Regions from separate parts of the Zea mays genome. Here region 1 is linked to region 2. A link is a contact called in public Hi-C data. All regions are on one chromosome and are shown on one strand. The core of a region is the stretch at or near the end of the contact, and the rest is flanking DNA. Distances in the headings are between cores, read along the strand shown. Region 1 holds the start of LOC103632103 (5'-nucleotidase SurE). Region 2 holds the start of LOC103633756 (ethylene-responsive transcription factor ERN1).

Region 1 (3,219 bases), core at 362-2,861, 180 kb after region 2:
GGGGCAGACCCAATACCGGAGGCTCCTACACGAGTGGAGTTTAGGAAAGGAAAAAACCGAGGCAAGCCTTTCTCCTATAAATACGGAGATGATGCTTCGAAGTCGTGACCTAATGACTCAGTGAGATAGCTCTCACTACTGTACCAGGACTGCCCTTCACTTTTCAAGAGTAAGCTCATATTTTTTGGACTGGCAAGCATAAATCCTGAATACATGAAGTCTTACCATGGCAATTCTTATCCAAGTTTGTGTGAGTCTGTATAGTTCTCTTGCGTTTTTTCGAAAATACTGACAATATTAGTTCTCCTGCGTTTTTTCGAGAAAAAAAAAGTCTGTATAGATTACTTGCTCTGCATATACAAATGCATGGTTTTATTTTTCTGATATGAAGTTATGAACAACATAACTTTCTGAAATCCCCTTGTGCATACTTTTGGGAGGTACAAGAGATAACCAATCAATGATAGGAGTAGCAAAAATACTGAGGTTCTGTGCTAGTATCTATTCAGTGATTTGATGCGTTTGAGGTATAGTGATACCATGTGGCTCATAATATTATGTTGTTAAGCAGAGTTAAAATTTATTTGCCTGTTGATTTTGACCCACTGTTTATTTCAAACTTTTATTGCGTTGAAAATTGTGAGGCTTTGGATCCACTATTTTTTCATGCTCTTGTTGCGTTGAGAATTTTGGGACTTCCGTAGCAATGCACAGGCATCTGCCTTCTATTAAAACAAAAACTTGTCATACCGAAAACACCTGTAAACATTGCATGGAAACATTAATTGATAAATTTTGCTTCTCAAGGCCAAACTTGTATTTCCTATTTCTTAAATTCTTTACCGCAAATTTAGCACCCACAATTTTCATACCAATGCAATGATCAAGAGGGAAAACATCAACTAAGCGGTCATCTGCTGCAGACACATCCAGAAATTTACGAAAGCAAAAGGAAATATTGTAACTCATTTAGAGAATAAGTGAAACCGATAGAAACATGTTATTCCAAATTCCTCTGATTCGTCTTCTGGGCGAGAATGCCAGAAAGAGAAAAGGATAAAAAAATCCCAGCACAATTCTAGTTCTTTTTCCTAGCCTACTACGTCCTCTCGGGGTAAATCCCGTGATCCTTCCGCAGAATCTACGCAAGGCACCGACCAATCAACCAAACAAGCAGGAAACCGCAAGGGAGCGAGTAGCAGATAAGGGAGGGATCGCGAGACGAAGGAGGAAAGCATTTACGTGTCGGGCGCGCAGACGAGTACGCGGTATCGCCCTGCGGCGACGAGACGGTCGACAAGGAAGCGGAGCCCCGGCGCGTCGATTCCGTCGTCGTTCGTCACCAGCAGCACCGGCGCCGGCGCCGCAGCCGCGGCCGCGGTAGCAGCAGCAGTGGTGGAGTCCATGCGAGACTGCGAGCGCAGCATGGGGCGTTTCCGTTCGTGCGTAGGGATGTGAATGAGGAATTCCCGTTGGGGAAGAGTCGGAAGACTCCCCGTCTCCGCAGCGACAAAAAGTACCAGTCGCCGTCCCCGCGAACAAAAAGTACCAGTCGCCGTCCATAATGGGATTTTTTTTCCGTAGCGAATATGTCCCTGGAATAAAATATGTAAAGTTATTAGGGTGTTTGGTTGCACTTTCTATATCTTACCAATTAGTGCTAGTTTGAGAGAAAAAGAAAAACGGACTAAATTGAGAGGCTAGAATCACATTCTTATTTAATTTTAAATAAAAAAAGTTTTAGTCTCTCTAATCTGTTTCGGTTTGTAGACTTCCAAACTAATCCTTAGGTTATCCGAAATATTCGGTTTGGGTAATTCAGGTGAATGAAAATTCAGGTATTAAAAAATGTTATCTGATTTTTGTTTTAAAAAAGTATTACCCACGATTTTGGTTACATGATATTTCGGGTTCAGATTCATGTTTTACTTGATATACCCAAAATTGACAAATTCAACCATTTTTAAAAATTCTAGTAGCATTTAAAGCAACAAACAAATGTTTTTAAATCATATCATGTCTTCATATTAATTAACAACAAAACAATTATTAAGTTAGCATAAATCTATATTGATTTGTTCCAGTAATATATTTATATTGCATCAAACCACTTCTTGTTCGGTTATTTCCGTTCCATATGGATTGGAGGGGATTGGTATGGATTATAAGGGATTTTGACTTACTAGGGATTAAAACCGACTCAATCCCCTTCAATCCATATGGATTTGGGTTAAACCGAACAAGCCCTTATGTTTTTGTATTTTTGGTAATTCAGGTAGTTTGGGTGGTAACCGAACTACTGAAAGGGAATTAGGCTTACACCTATTTCCTAAACTAATTTTGGTGGTTGAATTGCCCAACACAAATAATTGGACTAACTAGTTTGCCCAAGTCTATAAGATCTACAGGTACCAAAGGTTCACAATAAGCCAATAAAAAGATCAAGAGAAAGGGTTCAAACAAAGGAGCAAAGGGACAACCGAAGGCACCCTGGTCGGGCGCACCGGACTGTCCGGTGTGCCACCGGACAGTGTCCGGTGCACCACCGGACAGTGTCCGGTGTACCAAGGAACTCCAAGCTGAACTCCGCACCTTCGGGAATTCGCAGAGTCGTCGCGCTATAATTCACCGGACTGTCCGGTGTACACCGGACAGTGTCCGGTGCTCCAAGGATGAAGAGACTCTGAACTCGTCGGCTTCGGGAATTCACAACGGCTAGTCCGCTATAATTCACCGGACATGTCCGGTGTACACCGGACTGTCCGGTGTGACGCCAGCGCGCACAGAAGTCAGGCACGCCCATGCTGGCGCACCGGACACTCCACAGTGCATGTCCGGTGCGCCACCGGACATCGAGACGGGCCTAGCAGTCAGAGCTCCAACGGTCGGAACCCTAACGGCCTGGTGACGTGGCTGTCGCACCGGACATGTCCGGTGTGCACCGGACTGTCCGGTGCACCATACGACAGACAGCCTCCACCAAACGGCTAGTTTGGTGGTTGGGGCTATAAATACCCCCAACCACCCCACATTCAAGTCATCCAAGTTTTCCACTTCTCAACCACTTACAAGAGCTAGGCATTCAATTCTAGACACACTCAAGTGATCAAATCCTCTCCAATTCCACACAAGGCTTTAGTGATTAGCGAGAGAGATTTGCCGTGTTCTTTTGAGCTCTTGCGCTTGGATTGCTTCTTTTCTTTCTCACTTGTTCTTGTG
Region 2 (2,950 bases), core at 286-2,785:
GATCTACTAACGCCCGGCTTAGATCATTGGAATTGAATTCCATTCTAATAATAATAACTTAGGCATATATCAATTAAGCTAATTCGGTTTTATATAAAATATATTTGTATACTATTATTAGCAAGATGTCGGAGATATTTATGTGTTATGTTTTTATCATAGAGAAGAAAGACGAAGAGTGTCATATAAGTTACATAGTACAAACAAATTCTACTAATGCATAAAATCATTTCATATCCTCCACCCTATGTATTTGAGATAGACTTATATCCAAACTTTCGGAAGTGGTGGAATGTCAAATTCCAAACTAAATAATTTACTTTATTGAGTGAATTCCAATTTCTCAAAGAATAAAGGGATTCAAACGGTCCGAAAGATTATTATTCTAGATCCCTTTCGTAACAGGTGCTAGCCAAAAAAAAAGGGGGCTTCCTCACCCACCAGCCTGTGTGCTACGCGATCAAGAAGATGAATCGCATTCACATCTCGACAAACTGCACTGTATATATACACTCGCGCGACAATTCTGGTTCCTTTTGCTGGCTCAATATTGTTTGGAGAGGGTGGCACCTACATCCGTAGAAGTAAACCGTGCGGAATGGTGGAGATCAACGGTTAGCATAGTCGAGAAGAGCGAGAGGAAAGGGGCATGGTACCGTAAAAACTTTTTATTTATTTATTTATATTTAGGAGTCAAACCTTGGAAACAATAGACATTATATAGCTTACTCCCCCACCTCACATGATTACCACTTTATACAACCAAAGTTGTTCGCAATACCTTTGGACCGATTCTTTAGTCCATCGCTTCCATGGCGACGCCATCTCTGACAGGCACCCATGTCGTGAAGCCATCGGATGGCGCCGCCAAGTGGCAGCTGGTCGCGTCGTCGTGCCACCATGACCTGCCTCGTCTCCCTCGGGGGAGGAAGATGGCGCGTAAAATATGCACAAGCAGCTAGTAGGTGCTCAGCGACGTATACACTAATAATCAAGCATTTGAAGCGGATACTATTAATCAAGCGTTTGAAGCAGGCGCATGGCAATGCAGTGCCGGCGGGGGAGTTTTTATTACGGATAAGCTAGCTGCAAAAACTTCAATTGGTCACATTTCACATAAATATATATAACCTAGCCGAGTAGCTGTGGACGGATCTCCTACAAAATTCATGAAACCAAAAGGCCTCTCTCCGTTCTTAAATATATGACGCTTTGACATTTTTTAAAAAAAATTAACCACTTGTTTTATTAAAAATATTTATTCGAAAACATAAAATCTCAAGTCACGCTTAAACAACCTTAAATGATAAAACAAATCATAACAATATAAATAATAATTTTTTTTGATAATACGAATGATCAAAGCTTTAAAAAGATTTATACGGCGTCATATATTTAAGAACGGAGTTATAATAAACCACTCCTTGCGAATTATTAAACGGATATTCTTTACCTGAACAACAAGGCATCTCAATGTACAAAAAAAAAGAGTTCAAACAGCATTGTTGTCACATAGTTAGTACATCTGCCCACTTATGTACATCATATAGAAAGGGTTCTCAGCTGGAGAGCTCACTAGGACTCAGCAACAACAGAAGGATTTATTTGGCCAACGGTTGGAATGGATTGTTTTGTGACTCCAAGCCCACAGGTTTACCAACCGCGTCGATTGATGAAACAAACCGCATCAACCGTATCACCCCTAGCTAGCTTCACCTCCTTCACAGCAGCCGGGTCCCGGAAACAAAAGTTGGTTCTTGCATTGTGTCAGGTAGGGTAAACACCAAACATGTCAGCCACTAGGACCACATCAAACATCGGAATAAGCTACGGGACGCAGCATCGTGCTCCCAATGCGCTCTTAGAAAACTCAGCCATCGTTTATCGCACTAGGAAGATCTGCAACATCAGAGACAAGCAGAACATGACAAGGCACCTCCTCCCCCACTACACGTCTTAACACCCAGCATCACGCCCTCCCTTTAAATTCAGACACCATCTCCTGCCCCAGAGTTCAGACCAGAGTTTGTTCTCACACCACATGCAAAGATCGCCCACGCCATCTTCCCAATGGAGCTCCAGTTCCATCCCCAGCAGCACCACAGCTACCAACAACAACAACAACCACCACCGCCAGCCACGAAGGAACCCAAACCCAAGCCAAGAACGAGAACCAAGTGCGGCGGCGGCGGCGGCGGCAGCAGCAAGTTCGTGGGCGTCCGGCAGAGGCCGTCGGGGAGGTGGGTGGCGGAGATCAAGGACACGACGCAGAAGGTCCGGGTGTGGCTGGGCACGTTCGAGACCGCCGAGGCCGCCGCGCGCGCCTACGACGAGGCCGCCTGCCTCCTCCGCGGCGCCAACACGCGCACCAACTTCGCCGCCGCGCCGCCGCCCGACTCGCCGCTGGCCGCCCGGATCCGCGGCATCCTCGACCACAACAACAACAACGGCCGGACGCCGCCGAAGAAGACCTTACCGCACCGCCCCACCGCCGCCCGCTTCTTCCCCGCAGCCGCGGCCAGCACCGCTAGCACCTGCAGCAGCACGGCCAGCCCGACCAGCAGCAGTCCTAGCTCCAGCATCAGCTTCGCCACCAGCACCCACGCCCGCGCTCCCATTCCCACCCTCCCGGATCCTCGGAGTCAGAGCGCGACCGAGGAAGCTTATTACGCGCCGTACTCGGCCACCGGCGGCGGCGAAGAGTTCCAGCTAGCCGCGACCACGCACCAGTACGAACAACAGTCATGGGCGCTCAACGCCGCCAGCAGCCCCCTAACACCACCACCACCTCCGGACGCACGCGACGTGGGTAGCGTGAACGCTCGCCGCTTGGCGGTCGCGGCGGAGACAGGCAGAGACAGGATGATCAAGCTGGAGAAGAAGAGCAGCTCTGCGTCGCTGTCGCTGTCGCCCCACGGCGTCATCGACAGGGGTCCGGACAAGGATCTAG

Evidence for each region. A called contact is a pair of places that touch in the nucleus more often than the background predicts.
Region 1: a contact with region 2 is called in a Hi-C map of leaf, with 6 times the contacts expected there. The contact joins the promoter of LOC103632103 here to the promoter of LOC103633756 in region 2. A contact is called at or near these places in 2 of 25 Hi-C or Micro-C datasets (both in leaf).

Annotation. Positions count from the first base shown.
Region 1 is chr7:17,804,783-17,808,001 of Zm-B73-REFERENCE-NAM-5.0, forward strand. It overlaps LOC103632103 (5'-nucleotidase SurE), which reads right to left and starts at 1,612. Exons shown (of 9, transcript XM_020540888.2): 1 at 1,243-1,612. The coding sequence starts at 1,427.
Region 2 is chr7:17,625,374-17,628,323 of Zm-B73-REFERENCE-NAM-5.0, forward strand. LOC103633756 (ethylene-responsive transcription factor ERN1) reads left to right here and starts at 1,536. Exons shown (of 1, transcript XM_008655447.2): 1 at 1,536-2,950. The coding sequence starts at 2,071.